Regions from separate parts of the Mus musculus genome. Here regions 1, 3, 4 and 5 are each linked to region 2. The links are chromatin contacts, called in public HiChIP or PLAC-seq and promoter capture Hi-C maps. All regions are on one chromosome and are shown on one strand. The core of a region is the stretch at or near the end of the contact, and the rest is flanking DNA. Distances in the headings are between cores, read along the strand shown. Region 1 holds the start of Cyp39a1 (cytochrome P450, family 39, subfamily a, polypeptide 1). Region 2 holds the start of 9130008F23Rik (RIKEN cDNA 9130008F23 gene). Region 3 has its middle 33 kb from the start of Cd2ap. Region 4 has its middle 56 kb from the start of Cd2ap. Region 5 holds the start of Tnfrsf21 (tumor necrosis factor receptor superfamily, member 21).

Evidence for each region. Promoter capture Hi-C pulls out the DNA fragments that hold promoters and counts their contacts. HiChIP or PLAC-seq counts read pairs in DNA pulled down with a chosen protein or histone mark.
Region 1: a contact with region 2 is called in a promoter capture Hi-C map of 3T3-L1-derived adipocytes, with 3 times the contacts expected there. The contact joins the promoter of Cyp39a1 here to the promoter of 9130008F23Rik in region 2. A contact is called at or near these places in 3 of 39 promoter capture datasets (3T3-L1-derived adipocytes, the C10 cell line and liver).
Region 3: a contact with region 2 is called in a promoter capture Hi-C map of liver, with 4 times the contacts expected there. The contact joins the enhancer-like site here to the promoter of 9130008F23Rik in region 2. A contact is called at or near these places in 3 of 39 promoter capture datasets (cranial neural crest, hippocampal neurons and liver) and 1 of 115 datasets of contacts at active chromatin or transcription factors (bone marrow-derived dendritic cells).
Region 4: an H3K27ac HiChIP or PLAC-seq map of extraembryonic endoderm stem cells shows a contact between it and region 2, with 10 times the contacts expected there. The contact joins the enhancer-like site here to the promoter of 9130008F23Rik in region 2. A contact is called at or near these places in 3 of 39 promoter capture datasets (cranial neural crest, hippocampal neurons and stem cell-derived epiblast-like cells) and 3 of 115 datasets of contacts at active chromatin or transcription factors (bone marrow-derived dendritic cells, differentiating embryonic stem cells and extraembryonic endoderm stem cells).
Region 5: a contact with region 2 is called in a promoter capture Hi-C map of the C10 cell line, with 6 times the contacts expected there. The contact joins the promoter of Tnfrsf21 here to the promoter of 9130008F23Rik in region 2. A contact is called at or near these places in 3 of 39 promoter capture datasets (the C10 cell line, cranial neural crest and liver) and 1 of 115 datasets of contacts at active chromatin or transcription factors (astrocytes).

What each region holds. Positions count from the first base shown.
Region 1 is chr17:43,666,107-43,668,806 of GRCm38.p6, forward strand. It overlaps Cyp39a1 (cytochrome P450, family 39, subfamily a, polypeptide 1), which reads left to right and starts at 1,266. Exons shown (of 12, transcript NM_018887.4): 1 at 1,266-1,688. The coding sequence starts at 1,503. It overlaps Slc25a27 (solute carrier family 25, member 27), which reads right to left and starts at 1,108. Exons shown (of 9, transcript NM_001357122.1): 1 at 794-1,108. The coding sequence starts at 896.
Region 2 is chr17:40,879,149-40,881,848 of GRCm38.p6, forward strand. 9130008F23Rik (RIKEN cDNA 9130008F23 gene) reads right to left here and starts at 1,410. Exons shown (of 2, transcript NM_027834.3): 1 at 632-1,410. The coding sequence starts at 1,388. The coding sequence ends at 843.
Region 3 is chr17:42,908,252-42,910,951 of GRCm38.p6, forward strand. No RefSeq gene overlaps it. Among named protein-coding and RNA genes, the nearest start is that of Cd2ap, 33 kb to the left of the region's middle. Within about 2 kb of position 1,315, at least 83 of the 459 cell types and tissues checked have an H3K27ac peak or open chromatin away from gene starts, as enhancers often do. A contact at or near this core is called in liver, where this site is marked.
Region 4 is chr17:42,930,618-42,933,317 of GRCm38.p6, forward strand. No RefSeq gene overlaps it. Among named protein-coding and RNA genes, the nearest start is that of Cd2ap, 56 kb to the left of the region's middle. Within about 2 kb of position 1,439, at least 22 of the 459 cell types and tissues checked have an H3K27ac peak or open chromatin away from gene starts, as enhancers often do. A contact at or near this core is called in extraembryonic endoderm stem cells, where this site is marked.
Region 5 is chr17:43,015,200-43,017,899 of GRCm38.p6, forward strand. It overlaps Tnfrsf21 (tumor necrosis factor receptor superfamily, member 21), which reads left to right and starts at 1,356. Exons shown (of 6, transcript NM_178589.3): 1 at 1,356-1,893. The coding sequence starts at 1,798.

The sequences.
Region 1 (2,700 bases), core at 16-2,515, 2.8 Mb after region 2:
TGTTTTGTTTTGTTCCTATAATGTTCTTGGAACACACAGAAATAGCTTCTCTGCAACAGGCAGCAGCTGTAAATAAATGTCTTTCTCTGCATGTGCCACCCCCCACCCGCCACCCCACTGAGCCTGGAAGAAGGCCACACTGGGGTTTTTTGCAATTGTATATCCAGGACCCACTACTGCATCAACTGGAATAATGCTGCCCCTACCTTGCATTTACCACATATAAAAATTACTTCTCAGAATTCCCCTTAACGGGTATAGGCTCAGAGAAGTGATGTGGCTGACTGGCATTAAGCAAATGTTCCAGAGGGATGGTTAACAATTGGAGTCCCTCAAGGTAGGACTCACTGTCCCCCTTCCCCCAACTCAAATCTTAAAGACTCCCGAGGCAGCATAAGACTATAAACCACAAAAAACGATCCCAGGGAGGATGAAAAAGAAAAAAACAAACCAAAACCAAACCAAAAAACTGTGAACAAATGGATTATGGTTCTATAAAGGTCATCCTTACGAAAGGGGAAATGTTTCCTAGAGAGGTATAGGGCTCATGAAGAGCCCAAGAGTACTCACTCAGGCATAAGACAACATCCCTGGGGATGGGAAGACAAGGACCCTGGACACCTCCAATCCACGCTCCTCCCGAAGCTGGCCTACTGGGCACCTGACCACATCCTTGCGAGGGTCCAACCTCTGAAGATGCACTCCAGCCAGGAGTGAGGCTGCCCGCCCATCCCTCCCCCAGCACGATGCCGCAGCCACTCGCTGGGGAGGCCGAGGCGGGGGCGGCCGGTACCTAGCTCGGCCACGGTTGCGGCGCAGCCGGACAGTAGGAACTTGCTCGTCCGGGGCCATCTCTGCGTGAGCGGCAGCAGCTTCTCCTCCTCGGCGATAGGCATTCAGCAGCAAGTCAGGACCACTGGGCACCGCTGGTCGCCTGGGAACCTGCCACCCTGCCGGCGCCGCCCCTTTTCAGCCCGAGAGAGGTCAGGTCAGGACCATGTGCCTTTATTACGCTCTGCAAAGGCGCCGCCCGCCTGGTAGCTGGACCGGTCCGGCGGCCTCAGGTGCTGAAAAACAAAGCCGCACCCAAGAGGCTTCTGGGAAATGTAGTTCTTGGGGGCTCAGCGACTTCTCTGATTGGCTGGTAGCTAGGCGCCCGCTGCAAACAGCTAGTTTACTCGAGCTCCGCCGCCTCAGGATGTGTTCCCGCCTCCTCCGTCCCAGCCCAGCCCAGCCCAGTTCAAATCAAAGCTTTTTTTTTTTTTTTTTTTTTTTTTTTTTTTCTCATAATTTGAAAGCCGTGGGAAGGTGGAAGATAGCCACAATGCAAAAATCACACAAAAACTGGGGCGGGGCAAAGGAACCACAGTTACGCAAGAGAATTTGTTTAAAAAGTTTCTCGGCTCAGAGTTTGCAAAACTGGGCGCATTTTCCTCAGTCGGCGGGGGACTAGGAGATTCCCCTGGAGAAGGACGTTTTCAAACGTCTGTTGATTCTGGAAGATGGGCATTATGGAGTTATTCTCACCAATAGCAATCGCCGTTCTGGGAAGCTGTGTTCTTTTCTTATTCTCTCGGTTGAAGAATTTGCTTGGACCCCCGTGCATCCAAGGCTGGATTCCCTGGATTGGAGCTGGACTTGAGTTTGGGAAAGCCCCTCTTGAATTTATAGAAAAAGCAAGAATCAAGGTATGTAGCAGTGACAGGGAGTTTGGAGGGAGGTAGTATTTCCTTTTCTAATTTTTCTTTTATTAAACTCAGTGTTGGAACATTGGGCATACACATACTTCCGGCAATTCGTCTACTCTGTTTCTCTACATACCTTGTTGGAAATAGTCAGGTCTTTTGACTGTTAGTAATTCCCTGCAGTTAATTCTAAGTGGGTGTTTATTAACATTGCAGATGTAAGCTTGTAGTTTGGGGGCGGCGACAGAAGAGTTTCCATGATTTCAGTTTGTGAAAACGAGTAATAAATTTGTATCACAAGTAGAGGTAACTCTACGATTTTATAAAACTTGATTTGCTAAATTGATCTTTACAGATTAAAAGCTCCCCAATATTCTTTCTTTCTCTCCCCATCCCTACCACCAGATACTATTTTATTGGTGAGTTCCTCCCTCCCTTATTCCCTGCCCTGAGGAAATAAGTAATGGATTCCACTGTAAGGGTTTTTTTTTTTTTTTTTTTTCCCATAAAGCAGCTACTGAATGTTGAACAGTTTAGAGAAGGCACTTTTACTGGCTGGCCTTTTAATTTCTATTCATATTTTGGCGGCCAAGATCTTACTGTGGTTTTGGTTGGGAAGCCAGCATGGTGGATGAAGTGCTTTCTGCAGCAACCACAAAAACCTGAGTCCATACCTCAACCCCTCCAGGTTCAGTGAGAGAGGCTTTGTCTCAAAAACTGAGGTGGAGGGCCAGCAAGAGGGCTCGGTGGGTAAAGGTGTCTGCTGCCAAGCCTGGCATCTTGAGACTGAACCTTAGAACCCACATGGTGGAAGGAGAGAATCAGCTCTCTCAGATTGTTCTCAGACCCCCACATGGGCGCTGTGATACACACATGCCCATATTCCATGTAAACACAATATATGAATAATATTTTCTTATCATTTAGTATTTCTTCTAGCCCTCCCCCACTTCTGTGTGTGTACACTCATGTGTTGGTGTTCTAATCCATGCATGAAGGACTACATGGAGTTCAA
Region 2 (2,700 bases), core at 160-2,659:
GGAAGAGCAACCAAAGCTCTTAAAACCACAGAGCCATCTTTCCAGTCCTTAACTATAAATCTTAGAAGGGTAAATAAAATATCTAATAGAAAGAAAAGAAAAAAAAAGAATAGGGAATATAACCATTTATGACATCTTGCATACAACATGTCTACCTTTCTTATTAAATCGTAAGCTAAGTAAGATGCCCTCTGCAATAAAGCCCTGTTAAATTGCATTTTACGAGCAAAGCACAGATCAACCTACCAAAGTGCCCCAGTCTCTCTTTGCCTCACTCCTTTTCTTCTTAACATGGAAATATGATGGACCAGAATAGAAACTGCACACCAGTAGAGTACTAGAAACATTTTGCTTCACCTCCTTATCATTTTGTTTTCCGTTAAAAAAAAAAAAATGTTCTTTATGGATTTCAAAACAAAGACCCTCTCTACATCCACTCTACACACCACACATCCCAAAGAGAAGACCTCAAACTTCTGCTTTTGGCCGCTCAACGGGAACGAGGGATGCAGACAGACAACTCAAGTAGCTATCAAAATGCCAACAAGCAAACTGACTAAAGTTTTGCGCTTTCAAACTCCCATTTACCACCAATGTAAACAAACAAACAAACAAACAAACAAAAGAATACCTTTTCTTCTCCTTAATCATTGTGAGACACTCAAGCCACAGAGAACATCTCAAGCAGCTTAAAATTTGTTCTTCAAGCATTTTCCCCCGCAACCACTGTCCTGGAACATTTCTCAGGCTCCAGAGATCTGTGTGTTTAACGTCCTTCGAGCATCAGGTCCTTGGCGATAGGATAGGGGTTTGGCTGTGGCTCCGGTGCCCCATAAGCTGTGTCACTCCCTCTCCCTCTGTGTCCGAAAGGTGACTGCGGTCACAGAACGCTCCTCGGTCCTCGTGGTCATACTCCCCTTGGTCCATGCGGTCCACAGCACCTCCTGTGTCACCTGGTAATCCACGACCCGCACCAACAGGGACCTGGGTGTGTTTTCGGGGTCCTCGGGCTGGGCCCCCGGGGCCGTGGCAATGCGCCTGCGGGAAAGCTTTGGTTTCCGTTTGGAATCGTAGTGGTCTCCAATCGTCGGGGGAAGGTTCTCGCTGTCCACCAGCCCTGCGCAAGCAGAGTCCGCCTGTGTTCCCAACCACCTCTCCGGGTGCAGAAGAAAGAGCACTTTCTCTCTGACCCAGGACTGGCAATCCAAATTCTTTCCCTTCTGCTTTCTCAAGTTCCCACTTGCTATTGATTGGGCACTTCCCGCCTCCGCCAGCGCAGGATTAGGGGAGCCAGAATCCAAGGGTGGCCCACACCCCTCCCGGCGCGGAGAGCACTCAGAGCGCCCTTGGGGTCTGCCCAGCTCCATCCCGGAGGGTAGATAGTTCATGCGTCCACGTTTCTTCAGTTCTGGGAGGAAAACTCCAGCTAAACTCGGAGGGCGGTGCAAGCACTGGGTGTGGCTTGAGCGAGGCACTGACTAGAGGAGCAGCCTGAGGCCACACTGCGAATTTCCGCCTCCTATCTTGGTTTACTTTCAGTCTTTAGACCTTATTGATCTCCACCCACTTCAAACACAGTCTTAGATCCTCTTTTCCCATCCCTAGGACTTAGCCGCGATTCTTTTATGATATATTTGGCTCCAGCCCAAACTGCCTAGTGAGGTCTCCATTCTTTTTTTTCCAAAACTGAAAGTATGGGTGCTAATGACCTTCCCAAATTCTCAAAGCATTATTTCTTATTTTGTATCTGCGGCTGTTTAAGCATGAAGGAACAAGTAAGCTTGATTTTTATTTTTAAATTTTTATTTTATTTTACTTTTTGAGACCGTTTCTCTGTATAGCCCCTAGTATCCACCCTGTAGACCATGCTAGCCTGGAACTCACAGAGATCTGCCAGCCTCTGCCTCTGAATGCTGGGATTAAAGGCTTGCACCACTACCAGGCAACATTCGTTTGGTTTTTAATCATCTGATTTAATTAAAGTCTTCTGAAAAGAATACTTTTTCATTTGAGAAAAGGTCTCAAGCTGTAGTGCTGGTTGGCCTGGGACTCACTGGCTAGCTTGACTGTCCTTGAACTCCTTGGAAAGCCCACTTCCCCAGCAAGAATGTGTGCTAGAAAAGATTTCCTGTCCACTTTAAATCCTTCCATCCTCTATGGTACCTCTAGGTCTATGGAATGATCTCTCAGGATCATTCCTGGAACAGTTCAAGTCTTAGGGAACAGGGCTGTGAGTTCATACTTTTGCTTTGGAACACTAGGATCTGTGGGGACAGGGGTCACCTTTGTCTGTGTTTTAGTTGTCATCATCACATGTCTGGAAAAGGGGCCTAGTGCTTTGACTTGAAACAAACTTCTAGAACAGAACCAAAACAAACAAGAACAAATCACTAAAAGGCGCTTCAGAGTTTACGTTCTTGTGCCTTTGTAGGTCCCCCTCCCATTCGACATGAGCTTCCCTTTTAATCTCATGATAACAAACACATACATATGTTCCTATGTGTGCATTTACCTCTAAGCTTATGGATATGCCTATGCCACAATAGTCTATGCCTGAAGTTCATGGAGAACACTAGTCAATAGGAGAAAAGACTCTTATGTGTCCGTTCCAGTCCATCCTTGGTAGTAGCTGTTTGTTTTACTGGAAAATGCTGTTTTCCTGTCTGGTTTAGCAAAATGATTTAGCCATGATTGTGAGTA
Region 3 (2,700 bases), core at 65-2,564, 2.0 Mb after region 2:
AAATAACCTGCTTTCCAATATATCTCAGGGTCACTAGCCCAGGGCTGGCATTGTCCCCAGTGGGCTGGGCCTACCCACATCAATCATTAATCAAGAAAATGCCCTGTAGACTTGCCTGTGGGCCAATATGATAAGGAAACATTTTCTTAATTGAAGTTCCTCTTGCCAGGGAACATGTCTATGTTTGTGTCTAGCCAACAAAAAGTAACCAGATTAGAAATTGTTTATTTGTTTATAGAAATCCTCTCGTGTTGTCCAGGCTGCTATCAAAAGTCTCTCTCACTTAGGATGGTCTTGAACTCCTGAGTCTCTTCCTCCATCTCCCAAATGTCGGGAGTTGGCACAGATCAATTCATTCTGGAGATAGTCCCCCAATAGAAATAGAAAAGCCGTTTTCTGAATCAAAATTTAGAGAGGAGGAAATGATAATACCAGAGGCATATGGGCAGTAACCACAGACACCTATCAAACCTTTATCAGACAGCTCTTCACTGGGCAGGCTGGGCCATAAATCACAGCACATTCTGTTGTCTCTAGTGGGAGGTGGGTAAGAATTGCATTCTGGGACTTTTCCCTCTGCAGTGCTCTTGAGATTCAGCCTCAGTTGTGGTCCTTTATAAACTCACATCACAGGACAAGCCTCTGGACTCCCATAGGCTAAAAGAACCAAGCAGGAAAGGCTGCCCCACCCTAGGTGAGCAGAGAGAGCACTGTGCACAGGCACACATCTGTGGACTTCCCTTTTATAGCATGGGAGAGATGCCTCCACGGGTAGGGATGGGAGACCACGATTTTTTTTCTTTCTTATTGTGTCAACGAGAGTGACAACCCTTTGTTACTGAGCCAGAAAAGGCTTTCAAGATGAAGTAGCACACGCGCACACACACTGTAGAAAAGTCACCCGCTAAAGTTAATCATTGACCAGACCCAAGAATGCAACCTTCCCTGCTCTCAGCAATACCCACAGGTACCTGTGGAAGTCAGCGTATGCCCCAGCGATTCCACTAAGAATTCACTGGGTGTGGAGGAAGAAACTACTTAACTTCAGGTTGTAATCTGACCCATGACTGACCAGAAACCGGACTCCAACAAAGGATGTGCTGCAAGGCTCTGTATTAGATACACACTCCTCCAGAGATGAGGCGGGTGGGGGTGGGGGTGGGAGTGGGGGTGGGAGTGGGGATGGGGGTGGGGGTGGGGATGGGGATGGGGGTGGGGGTGGGAGTAGGGCGGAGCCAGGAGAAGGATGACCAATCTGGGGCAGAAAGTCCAGGCTCTCAGTGACTCAGGCTTGCCTCAGACTGACTGTAGGAATGTTGACTGCTGGTGATTTTCCTAACCCTGTGATGTCTGTGGTAACAATTTCGCCTGGTCAAGACGTCTCCCTTCGGGGCTAGCTAGATGACCTAGTATGTGAAGTTCCTTGCGGCCAAGTCTGATGACCTAATGACCTGAGTCGAGTGCTCAGAACTCACACGGTAGAAGGCGAGGCAACTCTGGAAGTTGTCTTCCTACTTGCCACTTGAATACCATGGCGTGAGCACCCAGCCCTCACACAATAAATCAATAAATGTGAAAAATAAAATGTAAAGGTAGAAGAAAACTCCCTTTATCCTTTGTGGTGACGTATGCCTGTAATCCCAATCCCTGGGGGAGGTCATTACAGGAGGATCAGGGGTTTAAAGGCCTGTCACTGAGGCAAAGCCAGACTAATGCTGGTCACTGATGCATAGTCAGACTAATGACGTTTCCAAAAATCATAATAGGGTTAGGGAGACCCCTCAGCTGGAGAGAGCTATTTCTGTGTAAGCTTGAAGACCCAAATTTGAATCTCTAGCACACATTTAAAAAATGTATTGTCTCAAACACCAAGATCAGGAGAGTCGGCTCAGTGATACAGTACTCGCCTAGCTTATATATGCATGGCCTTTGGTACGGTCTATAACAAAACAGACACGCACATCCAAAGATGGCCGCCAACAGCCATGGTGAATTTAAGACTACTGTTTCTGAGGTGAGGTATTCTATGTAGTACACCAAAACCTCCTGATTGGTTCACCTATTTATTTCAAGATAGTCCAACCCTAGCCAACCTGGAACTGTCTTTGCTCAGCAGGCTGACCTAAATTTATATGGATCGTCTTGCCTCTGCGTCGCAAGAGATGGGATTGCCGGGCCACTACCTTGCCTAGCTAAGCTGTTGAGATCCTGCATGGAGCTGGGGACAAGGAGGCAGGGATTCAGACTTCTCACTTGGTTCCCACGCTTCTGTCGTTGCTGCTGCTGCTGCTGGTGACAGGAAACTCCAGGATCCCTTCTGTACTGCCTGGGTTTGTGTGTCAGCTCAACCCAGGTAGAGTCATCAGAGAGGGAGGAGCCTCACTTGAGGAAATGCCTCCATGAGATCTAGCTGTAAGGCACTTTGTCAACTATGATCTATGGGGGAGAGCCCAACCCCTGGTGGGTGGAGCCATTCTGGGCCTGGTAGTACTGGGTTCTTGTAAGAAAGCAGAGAGCTAGAGAGATGGCCCAGTCGCTAAGAGCACTGGCTGCTCTTGCCAAGGAGCCAGGCTCATTTCCCAACACCCACAGTTCACAGTCATGTGTGACTCCAGTTTCTGAATCTGATGCCCTCTTCTAGCCTCTGTAGTCACTGTACTCAAGTGGTGCATATATAAACATGCAGGTGAGCATTCACAC
Region 4 (2,700 bases), core at 189-2,688, 2.1 Mb after region 2:
GTGGGACAGCAGTTAGAGGTTCTAGACAGCAGCCCCGCAGCCTGGAATTAAACCTTGTGGACGGTGGTGCTACATCATCTGCCCGTGCCAATTGTGGATGTCAACAAGACAGAGGAAAGAAAGACAAGGAAAATCACGGGGAGGTGGAAAGGGGAAGCACCTATCTCCCATGGGAACTTGGAAAGGGAAAGGACCCCTCCCTCCAACGTCTGGTGGAATTTCCCAAGGGCCAAGAGGCAAGCATTAGAACCTCACACAATTAACATTTTCTGAGAAGGGTGTCAACAAAGAGGTCATACTCCTTTAATAAATAAATACTTCAAGCTGGGCATGGTGGCGCATGCTTTAATCCCATCACTTGGGAGGCAGAAGTAGGCGGATTTCTGAGTTCGAGGCCAGCCTGGTCTACAAAGTGAGTTCCAGAGCTATACAGAGAAACCCTGTCTCGAAAAACCAAAAATAAATAAAATGAAATAATAAATAAATACTTCATGTCAAAAACACAATGACCCACCCAGGCTTACAGCCTTAAATGTCTTTGGTTGACTTGTTTGTGTGTGTGTGTGTGTGTGTGTGTGTTACCTTGGGAGGGCCTCACTCCTTTCCCCAGACATCTTTGTTTGGGGAGACTTTGTTTACAGTAAAGGTATCCCATCTGTAGCCTTATCAAGTACCTCCCTCAGAAACACACACACACACACAGAGAGAGAGAGAGACAGAGAGAGAGAGAGAGAGACTGAAACATGTGAGCAGGTACCCACAGATGATGTTGGGAACTGAACTTGGGTCTTCTACAAGAGCTGCAAATACACTGACATGAGTTATTGCCAGCCCTCTCCATTGTAGCTGCCGACTAGAAAGATAGCAGATAACATTTTATTGCAGTAAAGAACAGAAAAAGGCCCAGAATGAGTCTGATGACAGGTTCATAGGTAAGGCAGGGGATCAATTCCTAGTGTTGTCTTTGGAGGCTGACTTTTTTTGTTTGTTTGTTTTTCGAGACAGGGTTTCTCTGTATAGCCCTGGCTGTCCTGGAACTCACTTTGTAGACCAGGCTGACCTCGAACTCAGAAATCCGCCTGCCTCTGCCTCCCAAGTGCTGGGATTAAAGGCGTGCGCCACCACGCCCGGCCCGGAGGGTGACAGTTTTGAGAAACAGTTACTGGCAAAGCCAGTTTAAGGCCAATTTAAATTGGAGGAGGGTGCCCAACAATGAGAACCTTTCCAGAACGTGATGGACTTACATCATGAAAACCTGCCTCACAGGCAACTCCACGGTAACTGAATACAGTCCTGAGCAGGATGTTCATTAGGCTTCCCTTATGAGGACATAAATGGAAAACTACTGGATGTGCAAAGTGAATCACACAGGGCTATCAGATACAGAGACATAATAGCATACTGTTTGTGTCACAAGGCGCTCGCTCTTGATTCCCTGTGGCTCCCCAGTTCTTGTGATCTCAGAGGAAAGACTTCAGATAAGACACACAAAGCTCAGTGTAGGAGACCCATAAGATTTGTTACAGAGTAATGGTGAGAGAGGATGGTGGCCATAGGGACCATTGGGAGGCCGTATTCTCTAAGGAGAAAAAGATAATGGCTAGAGAGACCACTGGGCAGAACTGTATGTTTAGGCAGCTTTATGCTGCTTCCAGAAGTGTCTGAGCCCTACAGTCTTTCCTGGGGGACATTTTCCTATCCAGGTGATTGACAGGGTCATGGAATGAACTCCCAAAGTCAGGGACAATGATGCGTCTTTGTTCATTACCAGGAATCCTCCTGCTTAAGAGTAATCACAAAATGTTCCTGGCAATTCATAATGTCATGTCTCTCCACCCAGGGCCTGAGATAAAACTCAGATTTCATTCTTTTGACAAAAAAAAAAAAATTATGTACCAGAGCAGATTAAAGGACATTAAAGAGATGGGATTGGGTAGAAAACTCAACGGTTAAGAGGAAGTTCTGCTCTTGCAGAATTGGGTACCCTATACCCATAATTGGACAGCTCAAAATTGCCTCTACCTCCAGCTTCAGGGAATCTGACCACCTGATCTGGGTACCTGCCTTCATGTACACCACACACACACACACACACACACACACACACACGCGCGCGCACACACACGCACACATGTGTACACATGAATACATACACACCACACACACACACACCACACACACACATACCCCACACACGCACACATGTGTACACATGAGTACATACACACACACACGTGTACACATGAGTACACACACACACACACACACAACTTCAAAAACAAAAATACATCTTTAAAAATAAGCTGGACATGTTGGCATACAGCTTGAATCCCAGCATTCCAGAGGCAGAGGCAGGTGGGTCTCTGTGAGTTTCAGGCCAATCTGGTGGACATAGCAAGTTTCAGGACTAAAAAAAAAAGTGATAGACTAAAAAAAGAAAGAAAGAAAGAAAGAAAGAAAGAAAGAAAGAAAGAAAGAAAGAAAGAAAGAAAGAGAGAGAGAGAGAAAGAAAGAATGAATGAAAGAGAGAGAGAGGAAGGAAGAGAGAGAGAGAGAGGGAGAGAGAGAGAGAGAGAGAGAGAGAGAGAGAGAGAGAGAAAGGAAGGAAGGAAGGAAGGAAGGAAGAAGCAATAAAGACAGAAAAAAAGGAAATACAAGAAAAAAATTATAATTTATAAAAGTAGCCTTGGGACATCAGGA
Region 5 (2,700 bases), core at 106-2,605, 2.1 Mb after region 2:
TAATCCCCCTTCACTTTTGGAAGCCTCGGAGAGAGTTTGAGAATTTCAAGTTGAAATATCACCCCCTTTCACAAAATTCTGTATTTAAGGATAGTATTTTTCAGAATTTAAAAAAATTTTTTACTGGAAACTTAATATTACAGCATTCCCCTTCAGGGTTTATGGTCAAGCTTTTTTAAATATATGTTTTATTTCTTTAACTGGCAGATGTTTGAAAGATGAGAGTAGGATTAATCCTCATATTAATTTTTAAATACATCTCATTCTTCCAAAGAATGCCGAGAAAAAGAACCAACTCTCCATGTAGTAACTGGCAAGGAAGGAAATAGGGCTCCTACCATGGCAACTCCCTGTCAGGGATGCTTAGTGTTGTTTCTGTCCAGGTTCCTCACTGCTGAGAACAAATAGCCAACAATACTGAGAGACGGGGAGGTTTCTTCTGGCTAACAGTTTCAGGGATACAGTTATTGCAGGAGAGGAGAGGAGAGGAGAGGAGAGGAGAGGAGAGGAGAGGAGAGGAGAGGAGAGGAGAGGAGAGGAGAGGAGAGGAGAGGAGGCAGCTGGTTAAACCGGGTCTGCAGTCAGGAAGCAGGGGAGCCACACATAAATGCCGAGACTACACTTGCTTTTTCCTTTTGCTCCACTGTGAGAACACAGCAGACCTCAAAACACAGCAGTTTGGGAACCAACACACACGTCTCTTTGTGTCTGGCAATTGATGTAAGCTCCATGGTTTTTGCTTTTTTTCTAGCTCCTTTAATTGATTGATTGATTGATTGATTGATTGATTGATTTCTGAGACTGGATTTTGCTCTGTAAGCCAGGCTTGTGTAGAACTCCAATTTTGGCTGGCCTGGAATTGGAGAAGTTCATATTCTCATTATACAGAGTGCTTAATGGCACCGTTATGCTCAGGTCATTCATTCATTCATTCATTCATTCATGCATGCATGCATGCATGCATGCATGAGATAGGAGTTTTCTGTGTAGCTCAGAATTTCCCTCCAACTTCAAATTCTCCTTCCTCAGCTTTCCTGGCAATGAAAATACAGGCCTGCGCCATTATGCGCAAGTTATATTGGCTGTTGTTAATATTTATGTTAGGAAAAGAAAATAGTCTCTGTTTTACATACAATCTACTTGGAATCATTTTTTTTTTTTAAAGTTAAGTCGGGGTGAGGGGTGTGTGCAGGTTAACAAGCAAACGCAATTCCTCCAGCTAACGCCAAGGGGCACCCTCTCCTTCCCCTCGGTTTCTGGAGCGCCTTGAGTTCTTTCCATCTGCACAAAGAGCCCGGCCTCCTCCCGGGTGACATCACAAAGGGTCGTTCTCCGCCCCTTCGGCGCCACCACGTGTGTCCCCGAGCTGAGTGGCCATCCGACTCAGTCCCTCGCCGGCCGGTCTAGGCAGCGGAGGAGGCGAGTGCTTGATAGTGGCTGGAAGCTTCGCTATGGGAAGTCGCTCTTTAGCACTGTCGCGGCTAGCCCTGCTCTCTGGTTCTCCGCAGCCGCTGTCGTTGGAGAGCACCGGGAGGCGCGGGTTGCGAGCGCGCCTGCTTCTCACCGCCCGGGCGCCAGCGCCCCTGGGCAGGTGCTGAGCGCCTTTCGGAGCCTCCCCTGCTGCCTCCCTCTTCCGCCTGGGTGCCTGGCTGCTGCAGTGCACATGGGCTGCTGGAGGTAGATGGGCTCACCGCCCGTGAGGCGGCGGTGGATGCGGCGCTGGGCAGAAACAGCCACCAATTCCAGCTGCCGTGGGGCCGAGCGCCCCGGGCGCCGCTGCGAGCCCCGAGCTCGGCCATGGGGACCCGGGCAAGCAGCATCACCGCCCTCGCCTCTTGCAGCCGCACCGCCGGCCAAGTCGGAGCCACGATGGTCGCCGGCTCTCTTCTCCTGGTGAGCGATAGGAGGGGACCCTAGGGTGGCGGCTACGTTCGAGCCTGTGTCCGGGAGCCGGGCGGGTCCTCGGGCCCGTAGTGCCGGAGGCGCGCGGTGGGACCAGACGGGTTGGAAGGGTTGGTTACAAGGCAATAGCCAGACCGAGGAGGACTCCTACTAGATCGTGTGTGTGTGTGTGTGTGTGTGTGTGTGTGTGTGTGTGTGTGTGGTGAGCTAAGGCTAGTGAGTGTTAAAGAATTATTTTTCTTGCAATCTGGCTGCTTGAAGGAGGCGCGAGAGGTGTCCGCCTCGAGGTCCTGCGCATTTTTGGGTTTTTGCCCCCGACTCGGCCTATCTCGCACCCCAACACCCAGCCTCACCCCAATATCATTCGCTGCCAGACCCTCGGCGCGGTGCGAGGCCCGAGTAGTCCTGTCAGTAGCCAGCTGCCGGTTGTGGCCGCTCCTTTGTCGCTACTGCAATGTCATGTCCGGATGCTACCGCAGTGGAGACAGCCGGATCGGTGCGCTCCGGACGCGAGCAACCGCTGCATGCTTCCGCGCGCGAAGCTTTCCGGAGTAGGGCGCAGGCCACCCCTTGCTTCAGCTTCCTTGCTTCTCTCCTCCCTCTTAGTTCAGATGGGTCCTGATTTCTGCAAGCCAAAAGAAGAAGAAGAAGAAGGAGCCCGGGTGGGTGGTGGGGGTGGGGTGGGAGGGGGAGGAGGAGAAGAAGGACCCAGAGACCCAGGCGCCTCTAAAGCACAGGCTTGGAGCCAACCGGCGCTGTGGCTCTCAGTCGAGGGGGAGGGGAAAGAGCTACATAAAG